2 separate regions of the Mus musculus genome follow, and region 1 is linked to region 2. A link is a contact called in public HiChIP or PLAC-seq data. All regions are on one chromosome and are shown on one strand. Each heading gives the region's core, a stretch centred on a gene start, on an enhancer-like site or on the middle of the called end of the contact. The rest is flanking DNA. Distances are from core to core; before and after follow the strand shown.

Region 1 (5,615 bases), core at 9-2,508, 480 kb before region 2:
CCCTGGGAATTGGAGCCAACAATGAAAACAGGTCTCCAGCCTTTGCCTACAGGCTATAGACAAATTTCAAGTTGTCTAGGGAAGCAGGTGCACTGTCTCCTGGAAATGTACCCGAGGCATGGTTACCTTTCCACCTGTACACCACCACCACACAGTGACCTGGCAAATTTTATTGCTTGAGAGTCCCTCCTACATGAAACTAGAATACTGCAAGCTGCAGAACCGGTGCTCACGAGGGCTCAGGTGCCTAGCAAGAGGCTGAGGGCTGTCTACCCCTTCTGGGCAAGACCAACGTGGTGTCTGAGGCTAGGGACCCAGGGTGTGGGGTCTGCCTTTGCTTTGTTGTTGCTTTTAAAATGTATTTAGTTTTCCTTTATGCACACGTGTCTTGCCTGCCTGCATGTCTGTGTTCAGCACAAGCTCACACTCACAGAGGCCAGAGAGGGCGTTTGGTCCTCTGGAACTGGAGTTGAGGACGGTTGTTTATCGCCCTGTGGGTGCTGGGAGCACAACCTTTGAAGGGAGAGCCAAGGCTCCTGTTTTGATCTGCTGAGGCAGGCAGGGGCTTTTCCAGCTCAGGACTGGCTCGGTCCTCCCATACATTCAATCCAGCATCACCTCTCCCAACCAGCTTAGCTTGCCCAACCTTGTACACTATTTTAATTCACATTTATTTTTAGAATCCTCAGCTTCGCACTACAGTGTGGATGTGCTGAGCAGTTAGAAAGGGAAGCCTTCCCTGGCCTGAAGTCCTGAAAGGAGACTCCGCAGCCCCAAAAGACTCCCCCACAAATGCCCGGAATGCCTCATCTCCTGGCTCCTCTGGCTGAGCAGCCAGGCAGCTGAGACCAAAAATTCCATGTCCCCAGGCTTCAGTGCTGGGGGTAGGGCCAGAGTGACTCACTGGGCTCCCAACTTGGGGTCAGTCATGGAGAGGGTGACAGATCCTCGGCCAACGAGGCTCCTGCTCGCCCTTCAGCCCTAGATGCAGGTGATTAGCACGTCCACAGAGGTGGGCACTTCGATCTCCTCGAAGAGCACGTGGTGTGAGGGGAGCCTGGTCTCGTGGGCAGCCCTCAGCAAGTCTTGGGTGTGTTGCAAGAGATTCTGGTTCCGGCGGCGGCCGAGTCTGCGTAGTGCCAGAATGGCCAGAATGTGGTCTCGCCTGTAGAGACATAGGTTCCCCACTGCAGAGCGGTGCCCCCTGGTACCCTTCAGCTCTTGCCCCGCCCCCACCCCCGGGAGGGCAGGAACCCAGGCTTGGGAGGAAGTATGATTCAGCATTCCTGGAGCTGGATTAGGGAGGCTGAAAGGCTGGGACTATCCCAGGCTGCGAGGGGATGGGGCTCTAAAAGGAGGCAAGGAGGCGGGAGTGTGGGCCTGGAGGTGCACAGTAACTGGACCTAGAACACACAGACATGAGACAGGGGAGGGGGCATGCGCACAGCGGAAAGAAGCTCTGTGCAGAGGCAACGCAAGAACTCTGATCTAGGGAAGGCTCCAGAAACTGGCAGAATGCTAGGGAGGTAGAGGCCAGGCCAGGCCAGGCCAGGCGGCAGGTTGGGGAATGTCCTCACAGTGTGCAAGACAGAGCGTGGTGGGGGTGTAGGGTGACAGGTGAAGTGGTGGAGGGGTGGACGTGGGTGGAATAGGTACAAAGGGGCACCCTGAGTCACTGCGTCCCCACTGCTTCCCCGCAGCCATCCAAGACCACTTTTGGAGCCAGGGAGGAAGGGCCAAACACCAGTTGGGGAACCCCCGAGGAGCGGTAGGGAAACTGAAAACTTAGAAGGAACTAACGGGGTCGGGTCGTTGTTGTCCGTATTCAAAATCTACCAGAACAAACAAGCTGCGAGCAGCAAGGAGCCAGAGAAGGGGCTGGACCAGGGGCTTTCAGTGATCTTTCCATCCCGGAATCTCCGAGAGCACTGGAGAGAGCCAAGCCGGGATTTCCAAGGGCTCTGATGATTCACTGCCCCACACGAGCCTCCTCATGGCTGCCGAGGCCTCAGAGAGCTTCCAGAGAGGGTTTGAGCCCGAGAGTGGAGCCACGCCGTCCACAGATGGTGGAGAACACGAGGGAGGGGATGGTCCTCTTGCCTGCGGTCCCTGTGCGCCTTCCTCGCGGGCATGCGCACACGGGTCCGTCGCGGTTCGCTTCCCGACTAAGCCACAGTTCTCTCGGCCCTGACAAGCTCGCTCTTCCCTCCGTTCCACGCCTGCACTCACTTTGCTAAAGGCGCGAGTGCCAGGTTCCAGTGACCCCTGACTCTAGGAGGGAAGGAGGATCTGCTAACCTGATGTCCGGGTAGCTCCGTATAAGTGTTTCCAGGTGCCGCCGGATGTCGTCTTTGTATGTCTCGCCCAGGATCTCAGCCACAGACAGGATGGCTTGGTCCAGCCACTTGGCTTCAGAGCCCTAAGGAAACAGGGAGATATGTGCGTGGTTCATCTCCCCCAAGGAGTCTCTGCCTACAAACCTCTCCTGTAGTGCCCAGAAACACCCTTCCCGTGTGTCTGCCGCGGGTGGCTTGCCCATAAGAAGATTCCACGGAGTCAGGGAATAAGATTCCACAGACCACATCTGCGGTGACTCTGGAGAGTTTTCTTCCTGTCTGCACAGACGGGAAATCCGAGCCCTGACCAGGAAAGTGCTGATTGGAACCTGTCACCAGTAGGAGGCCAGCAGCCCAGATAAGGGGTTTGGGCTCAAAGTGCTCCCGAGAGGGGAAAGATCTCCCACAGACCTTGCCCATCATAACCTTCATTCCTTCTTTGCCTTCACCCACAAATGTATGCAAATACAATGTAAAGTGAAACCCCCTCCTGTGCCCGCCCCTTTAGAGTCTAGCCCCACTGCCATTTTCCCTGTGGAGTCTGAAGAACCGCCTAGTGGAAGCTCTTTTCTCCTGCTTCACCCGCCGTGAGGGCTCTTTACAGGATGAAAACAACAGAATAGGGGGTTCCTGGCTGGGTTTGCTGGCCAGAGACTGAGCCCGATTGACAGTCAGACGCTGCTCCTACCAAGCCCTGGAAGGTGTTGCTAATGGCCTGGGCATCCAGGTTCATCTTATTAGAGCCCTTCAGTCGATCCTGGCCACTGAACCTCTCGTGGGGCCTCAGCACCTGCCCCAGGTATTCGCGGACCACAAAACGGTGCACCTCCTGCAGTGTCTCCTGGGAGAGGGAGATGGTAGTGGTCAGGATCAAAGCCATGGGCTCTGCACACCCATGCCAGCCACCCACTTCCTGGTACCTGTGCCAGTGGTGGGGTCACATGCTCAAGATGATGTGCAAAGTCCACCACTTTGTCCATGAGGGGACGAAGTGTGTCCTGTGTGAGCCAGCTCTTGGTATATAGCACCTTAAATAGAGGCTGGGGACAGAAGGGCATGGGAAGTGAGCTCTGTTCACCGTTTCTAACCCCCTTCCGTGCTGGGCTCCCTGGTGCAGCCCTCTTTTCTAGGCACAGGTTTTATCACTAGGTCCTTCCCATAATGCTTCCTCCAATGGGTATGGAAAAGTCTAAGAGTCTTGTCAGGCCCTGCTTAGGGTGTGTGCTGGGTGCACCTTGAGTGTCTGTCTGGTCAAGGAGCTTTAAGGCCTTATTTCTTGGCCCACCACCCCACTGAACAGAAGGAGCAGCAGTGGGTTGGTGAGTGCTTCCCACCCACCCTTGCTCTGGGAGAACTCACAGAGGGCAAAAGAATGGTGTGACCTAGGCCTGGACTTTAGAGCACAGATGGGTACCGGGGTTGCGGGGGGCAGGGAGGGGGGCGCACAGAAGTGTCCAGTTCACCTGCATGTCTTGCTGTACAATCTGGAGCAAATGTTTCTGGAAGCTATTGGTGGCAGCCACTAGGGGTTTCTCCAGTTCCTTTATGGTTCCTGGGAACCTGGCCAGAAGACTGGTTCTGGGGAGGAGCCAAGACACGGAGTGAGCTGGAAACAGAAAAACAGGCAGAGGAGCAAGACCCCTCCCCCGGGGCACACCCCTGCAGGCTGGGCAAGGCACTGGTCTGCCTCCCGTTCGTTCATTTTTCAGCGGTTCTTATTCTTCCCAACGCAGTTCCTTGTGTTGTGGTGACCCCCCCAACCATAACATCATTTTAGTTGCTTCTTCATAATTGTAATGAAGCACGATGCAAATACCTGATACGCAGGATATCTGATACCTTTGTGGAAGGGGTCGGGACCCACAGGTTGAGAATCCCTGAGTTAGCTTGTAATGTCCCTGGAGTTGTGCAAAGTAACACCCAGGGGCAGAACTGAATAAAAGGACAACATCAAAGCCCTGAGAACCAATCATTAACTCTGGCAGCAGGGTGACAGGGTGGCTGCTTTGGTCCTGTCTGGCAGCTTTGAGTCAGACCTCCATGCCTCTTGGTGATGGGACATGGTAGCACAGCCAGGCCCGGCAGAAACTTTCCAATGAGCTTCATCCCTGCCTCTGAGAATGATACTGTCCCACTGGGCAGGTACCCAGCTGCATGGGTTACTGGTTGCACCAGCATCCACCTGCCCACCTGTCCCAGGCTACCCTAGGCTTGGGAAGTCACACTGGGTGGATTAAGCAGGCACATAGTGTATCACAGTGCTCATAAAGAGTGCTCATATGAGGGGGCAGGTGAGATGGCTCAGTGGGTAAGAGCACTGACTGCTCTTCTAAAGGTCCTGAGTTCAATTCCCAGCAACCACATGGTGGCTCACAACCATCTGCAATGAGATCTGACACCCTCTTCTGGTGCATCTGAAGACAGCTACGGTGTACTTATTTTAATAATAAATAAATCTTTGGGTCGGAGGGAGCAGGGTTGACTGGAGCGAGTGGGGCAGACCGGAGCAAGCGGGGTTGGCCTGAGCAAACAGAGGTCCTAAATTCAATTCCCAACAACCAGATGAAGGCTCACAACCATCCGTGCAGCTACAGTGTGTACTTATATGCATTAAATAAATAAATAAATAAATAAATCTTTTTTTTTTTTTAAGAGTCCATATGAACTCAGTCCCCATGGCCTGTGGAAGCAGGCTCTGGCTTTGTTAGAAGAGTTAAGAGGCACCGAGATGAAGTGACTTGCCCCAGCGCACACAGCTAACAATGGGCAATGCTGGGTCCAACCCCACAAGGTGGCCTAGATGGCTGTATTCCCCAGACTAGCATATCTGTGGGGAAGTGTGCATGTGGTATGGTCTGGAGTACCCGTAGCAGTCTCTGCCAAATAGAGAAGACCTTGTTTTCTGAGGGAAGAGGCGCCCAGGATGGTCCAGGGTGAGACGCGGGGAGGTAGAGGGGTTGGGAGGAGAAGGTAACTCAGGAAAAAGAACAGAATGGGATGGAGGGAATAAACAGAGAACTCAGGGACCAGGACAGCCCCATCTCCTCAGTCTCTGATCAGCCTTGAAGCCCCTCATTTGTTCCAGGGCCCTAGCCCTGCTGAGTACTTTAAGGCCAAGGTGAAGAGGGGACAATCCCAGAAGGCCTTGGGGAACCCACAGGAATTCACACTAAGCCGCTTCCCCAACTCCTGCCCTTAGCCGCCACTGCTTCTGATCTCTTTTCCTGAGCTCGCGCGCCTCCTGCTGGCAGTGTTCGGCAACGTCCTGGAGCTGGGGCG
Region 2 (6,117 bases), core at 2,466-4,965:
AAGTGATCAGGGCAGCCATAGGCTTTTGGGTTTGAGGTTTCTGAGGGCAAAGGAGTCTAATTGGTAGGATCTGCTCTTGAGATGATGAAAGTGTTCCAGGATCGCATAGTGGTGAGGCACAACTTTGTGAACACACTAAAAACAACCTGCAGTATCACATAGAGTACACTAGAGAAGGTAAGTTTTATGCTATGTAGGCAGGTTTATGTAGGCCTGGTTGTCTTCCAGACATGTAGACTAGGGTAGCCTGGTCACTGGTGGTCCGCCTGCCTCTGCCTCATGAAGGCTGGGAGTAAAGCGTGCACTAGCACACCAACCATTTCTTTTTTCTTTTTGGTTTCTTGATACAAGGCCCCACTTATCCCAGGCTGGCCTTGAACTCACTACATATTAGCCGAGGATGACTGTCAACTCCTTTTATTTCTACTTCCCCAAGTGCCAACATTAGCACACCTAGGGAGACTGGATCTTACTCTCAAGTTGCCCACAGTGACCCTGGTCTCACTCTGTACCAAGGCAATCCTTGAATTTGAGATCCTCCTGCCTCAGCCTCCTAAGCAGCGAAGGTTACAAGGCTGTACTATCAGGCCTGGCTGAATACTCTTAAATAATATAAAGTCATCAGTAAAAGAAAGACGAGAAGGGCTGTGTTGACAGTGAGTGGAGGAGGCCACCCACAGGCAGGTGCCAGGGACTTCAACAGTACAGCTGACAGCCAGCATCCAGGCCAAGCACGTGCAAGTGCTGAGAGTTCCTGTCAGGAACTCCTGACATGGCCGTCCTGTGCTCGGTAAGCTACTACATGCAGAGGAAGTGCAGGGCAGCGTTAGGATTCATTCTGTTTAAATTACTCTAGATTCTTTCCCGCCTCCATAAGGATGTCTTCCTGCCCCGTTCTCTCTAAACAAGATAACTTTACATCTTTCCCAACAGAGCTACAGAACACAGATGAGCAGAGCCTGAGCAAATAACCCTAGAGGTGTCATGGCCTCCCACAAGTTTTTGTTTGTTTGTTTTTTGTTGTTGTTTTTCCAGACAGGGTTTCTCCGTGTAGCCCTGGCTGTCCTGGAACTCACTCTGTAGACCAGGCTGGCCTTGAACTCACAGAGATCTGCCACCTGTCTCCCAAGTGTTGAGATTAAAGGCATGGGTCACCATCACCTAGCCTAAGGTTTTTGTTTTTGTTTTTTTAATTATGTGTTTTATATGTGTATGTATTTCTGGATGCATTTCTATAAGCTACATGTGTGCCTGCTGCCCAAGGAGGCCAGAAGAGGAGATCGGATCCCATTAAACTGGAGTTAAGGATGGCTAATGAGTCACCATGAGGATGCTGGGAATTGAGCCCTGGTCCTCTAGCAGAGCAGCCAGTGGTCTTAACCACTGCGTTCTCTCCTCACATAAGGTTTAAGAGAAATATACTTAGTACATGAACCAAGCCTATTTATTTCGGTCTTCTAGAGCAACTAGCAAAAACAAAACAAAAAAACCCAAAACAAACAAATATCCCCGAAACATGTCAGAAGACCCTATAGACTGAAAGCCAGGAAGTAGATTTTAGGATGGGCAGTGCTGGAACTGAATCCCTACACAAAATAGACAAACGCTTCATTAACCCTGGAAACAAAATTCTTAAGTCTAGGAAAGGCACTCACAGAACACTAGACCCAGGGCAGTGACCTAGCTCAGTAGTTGAGTGCTTGCTTGGCATTTGTGAGACCTGAGGTTCAATATCCAGTGTTGCCAGGGGAAACAGCAAACCGACTAATAACAGATATCACCATGGCAACACTTTATGCAAATTTTACTTTCTTCTTTGTATTTTTGAAGTGTTTAACATTTTTTTAAAAAATAATGTTCATTTGGTGACAAGTCAAAAATGTTTTTATTTTAAGAGGGAAAAAGCTTGTGTTGCTCAGATAATCTCAAATAACCTGTTCAGCTCTAAGCTTCCCAAATACCAAAATCCAAGCTTTGAGTGCCAAGCAACTGAGCACTCACAGGGCACAGCTCTCCATGTACCCCTGGGAGTTGTCCTAAATTGTCCTCTTACTACCAGGCAGGTTCTTTCAGGTTGGCTTTGCTTACCTGGACAGGTGGCTCAATCATGATCCAGGCTGGAAGCATCAGGCTGGGATTCAGAGGCTGGGTTCCAACACGGAAGTAAACCCCACCCCTGGAGTCACAGGCCCAGATATGCTGATTTCCACATGCCAAGCTGGTCAGTCTCACAGTTCCTGCAGAGATAGGAAACACACACTGTAATTAGTTTGACAAATGACAGATCTTTCAGTTAGTGTATAAACTCTACTTCAAAGAAAGACAGGAGGTACGTCTCCAGCTGAAGGCCGGTGTGTGTCATCTGGTTGTCCTTCCACACCAGTAGGAACACTGGCTTCTCTGCCAGGTGCCTCAGAGCATCCTGTGAAGGCTGCTGGCTAAGTAGCTATGATGCCACCAAGCCAGGGCATCCGCCACTAGCTTCATCCAACAAGTGCCCACTGCTAGTAAACTCTCCACTAACTAACTTCATCCAACAAGTGCCCACTGCTAGTCAGCTCTCCACTAACTAACTTCATCCAACAAGTGCCCACTGCTAGTTAGCTCTCCCTGTGGAATGGGGCTCATACTTACTAGAATGAAGAGTAAATCTAAGGAATCTGCCTTTGAGCTATTTAAACTAGCTGCTGCCAAGGGGGAGGGAATGGAGGGAGTCAAAAAAAAAAAAAAAAAAAAAAAAAAAAAAAAGAGGCTGGGCCGGAAGGGTGTGGCCTAGCCCAGAGCACCTGATAAAGCACCTCAAGGTAAAAAAAAAAAAAAAAAAAGAAGAGATTATATTTGATAATTTTCTAGCAACTAAAAAAATGCAACAGTCAAGTTACCGAACATCTCCTGTCAGCCAGGCTCCAGCCAGGCCTCCTCTCACTGCTTCACCTCAGACCTTACAGCATCAGTAATGGTTCTCACTGGAGAATGGAGGGGTGGTGGGCAACCCAGGAAGCAAAGAGGGGTAGCAGGCTTGAACCCAGGCCAGCTACCTCTGACCTCTAAGCCTTTATAAACAACAAATGTACAGGTAGATGTTCAGGTTCAAGTCCAGATTTGACAAACTACAAGAGCAACCCACACCTTATCAAGATATAGAACATTTTGTCTCTCTAGGAATTCCCTCTGGTCCCTGCCTGCCATGGCCTCTACTAGAGGCCCTGGCCTCATGCATCCCAGGCTGTCCTGACATCTATGCCAGACCTTAGTTCACAAGGGCAGGATCAAGGCCCGCATGAGTCAGCATGAAGCGGGAGTCACTCCCTTTGTGGCTAAGTATCATTCCATTGCTCACAAATGCCCCAGATAGTTTCTGTATTTACCTACTGATGGATGTGTGGATCACTTCCATGTTTTACAATTAGAGAAAAACTGTTATAGCCATTTTTGTTTGTGTGTGGCAAGCCAGGCCGTCCAGTGCACATCTGAAACCCCAGTCCTTGAAAGGCTGAAGGAATAAGATGATTTTTAAAGCTACCCTGGACTTCATAATGAGACCATGTCTCAAAGGGAGGACGAGGGGAGCAGAAACATGTATTATTTTTATTTCAAAGATGTTTTAATTTTTATTTTAAGTATGAGTGTTTTGCCTGCATGTATATAAGCACATCATGTGTGTGCAGTGTCTGAAGAGGGCAGAGGGAAGCGGATGCCTTGTAACTAGAGTGACAGATGGTTGTGAGTCACCATGTGGGTGTTTGAAGCTGAACCCAGGTCCTCTGGAAATGCAGCCAGTGCTTTTGGCCACTGAGCCATCTCACCAGTCCCTATTTTTCCCCTAGAATAATAATAATAAAAATATATTAGAATTGTCAGAACATAAGTTTTATGTCTCACTTTAAATTTTATTCTCAAATTTACTTATTTTCATTTTATTTGAGAGAGAGGGAGAGGTTGTGTGAGTATAAGTGCTGGCAGAAGCTAGAAAAAGCAGATTCCTGGAGCTGGAGTTAAAAGTGTTAATGAGACGCCTGACAAAGATGCTAGAAGCTGAGGTTGGGCCTGAGACACTGAACCCAGCCCCTACAGTCACGTGTGTAAGTCAGAGGACAACTTGTAAGAGTTGACTCTTTCCTTTTACCACATGGTTCCGGAGATGGAATCAGGCCATCAGGATCGGCAGGATCACTTTTAAAGAGAAAGTCAGTTTCAAGTTGTACCATTTTATATGCCTACATATATACATACATACACACATACATACATATACACATACATACATACATGCACACATGCCTATACACTTATGACACACAGGTTCTTGTTTGTTTGTCTTTTCTTGGTTTTTCGAGACAGCGTTTCTCTATGTAGCCTTGGCTGTTCAGGAACTTACTCTCTAGGCTAGCCTGGAACTCACAGAGATCCATCTGCCTCTGTGCCACCACAGCCCAGTGTTTGTTGCTGTTTGTTTGTTTGTTTATTTATCTTATGTAGCTGTCTTCAGACACACCAGAAGAGGGCTTTAGATCCAATTACAGATGGTTGTGAGCCACCATGTGGTTGCTGGGAATTGAACTCAGAACCTCTGGAAGAGCAGCCAGTGCTCCTAACCTAACCACTAAGCCAGCTCTCCCTCCCTGACTCTGAACTTCTAATGTCCCTGCTTGCATCCTTAGTGCTCCCATCTGTGCCATGCTGGGAACTGAACATAGGACTCATGCACTACTAGGCACTTAGTCAGCTTCCCCACCAGATATGTAAGATGGAGAAAAGCTTGTTTTATTCTACTGACTTATCTGTATAACTACTATAGCTATTTATGGAAAGGAAGTGTCTTTTTTCTTATTTTTCCCCTAAACAAAGCCATTCCCTTTATTTTGAGACAGGGTCTTGTATAAACAAAGCTGGCCTCCAATTTACTAAGTACAAGAGATGGCCTTGGACTCAAGTGCTGGGATCACAATGTGACCTCTGCTCTTAGACAGACAGCCTTGATCTCCTTCCTAGCCTTAAGGCACTCCTCATATGTGCTGCACTGTCTGAGTATGGCCAAGAGCTTCTTGCAGGCTTTGTCTAGCTTCAGCTGTGGGTCTAATTTGGAACCTGTTTTGAGGTATGGGCTGGGATACATGTGGCAACCAACTTTCACAGATTCACAGCAGTATCTCCTGAGCAGCCAGAGCACTGTCCACATCCTCTTTAGCCAGTAGATCCTGGACACTGGAGCACTGACTGCACTCCTTCACATACCTACGCCCAGACGCCTACCTAACCAGTAAACCATGGTGTTTTTGTAGCATCGAGCCATGGAATGAAGTCACAGGCCCGAGGATGATCGGCCTATGTTTGATCAGTCTGTGGATCTGCTGATGGGAGCTGGCATCAACAGTATGGCCCTATTGGATCCTAGCAGACCTTTTTGCTACAGTGGAGGATACTGGAGGCCGCCCTCTTCTGGTTGGAGCATCATGGCAACAGTAAAATAAAGAACTCTCTGGCCAGGCTTCTCCCATGACTGAGCACTTTTTTGGTGTCAACAATGTAAACGACAACTTGTCCTGGCGGGGTGTGTGTGTGTGTGTGTGTGTGTGTGTGTGTGATAGCACAACCTATCCTCAACCTTGTGCAACCTTGCTGCCTCAGTTGGAATCACGAGTGCACCACTACACCCTACTGTAGAATCTTTTTAAGTGTGTGGTAGAGAACAATAGCAACATTTGTTTGTTGTTTTCTATATTATAAAATTCTTCACATAAATTATTGCATGATACAATCTTGTTTGTTACTGTACTGGCTGGTTTTGTGTGTCAACTTGACACAGGCTGGAGTTACCACAGAGAAAGGAGCTTTAGTTGGGGAAATGCCTCCATGAGATCTAGCTGTGGAGCATTTTCTCAATTAGTGATCAAGGAAGGAGAGCCCATTGTGGGTGGGACCATCTCTGGGCTGGTAGTCCTGGGTTCTATAAGAGAGTAAGCTGAGCAAGCCAGGGGAAGCAAAACAGTAAGAAACATCCCTCCATGGCCTCTGCATCAGCTCCTGCTTCCTGACCTGCTTGAGTTCCAGTCCTGACTTCCTTGGTGATGAACAGCAATGTGGAAGTGTAAGCTGAATAAACCCTTTCCTCCCCAA

The links. HiChIP or PLAC-seq counts read pairs in DNA pulled down with a chosen protein or histone mark.
Region 1: a contact with region 2 is called in a FOXA1 HiChIP or PLAC-seq map of pancreatic cancer cells. The contact joins two enhancer-like sites. A contact is called at or near these places in 2 of 39 promoter capture datasets (cranial neural crest and liver), 2 of 484 Hi-C or Micro-C datasets (cardiomyocytes and erythroblasts) and 2 of 115 datasets of contacts at active chromatin or transcription factors (astrocytes and pancreatic cancer cells).

The regions. Positions count from the first base shown.
Region 1 is chr12:111,426,219-111,431,833 of GRCm38.p6, reverse strand. It overlaps Exoc3l4 (exocyst complex component 3-like 4), which reads right to left. Exons shown (of 14, transcript NM_001289487.1): 10 at 3,800-3,914; 11 at 3,257-3,376; 12 at 3,025-3,177; 13 at 2,298-2,419; 14 at 154-1,165. The coding sequence ends at 982. Among named protein-coding and RNA genes, the nearest start is that of Exoc3l4, 12 kb to the right of the region's middle. Within about 2 kb of position 1,258, at least 206 of the 459 cell types and tissues checked have an H3K27ac peak or open chromatin away from gene starts, as enhancers often do. A contact at or near this core is called in pancreatic cancer cells, where this site is marked.
Region 2 is chr12:110,950,794-110,956,910 of GRCm38.p6, reverse strand. Tecpr2 (tectonin beta-propeller repeat containing 2) reads right to left here. Exons shown (of 20, transcript NM_001289510.1): 17 at 2,089-2,237. Among named protein-coding and RNA genes, the nearest start is that of Ankrd9, 25 kb to the left of the region's middle. Within about 2 kb of position 3,715, at least 66 of the 459 cell types and tissues checked have an H3K27ac peak or open chromatin away from gene starts, as enhancers often do. A contact at or near this core is called in pancreatic cancer cells, where this site is marked.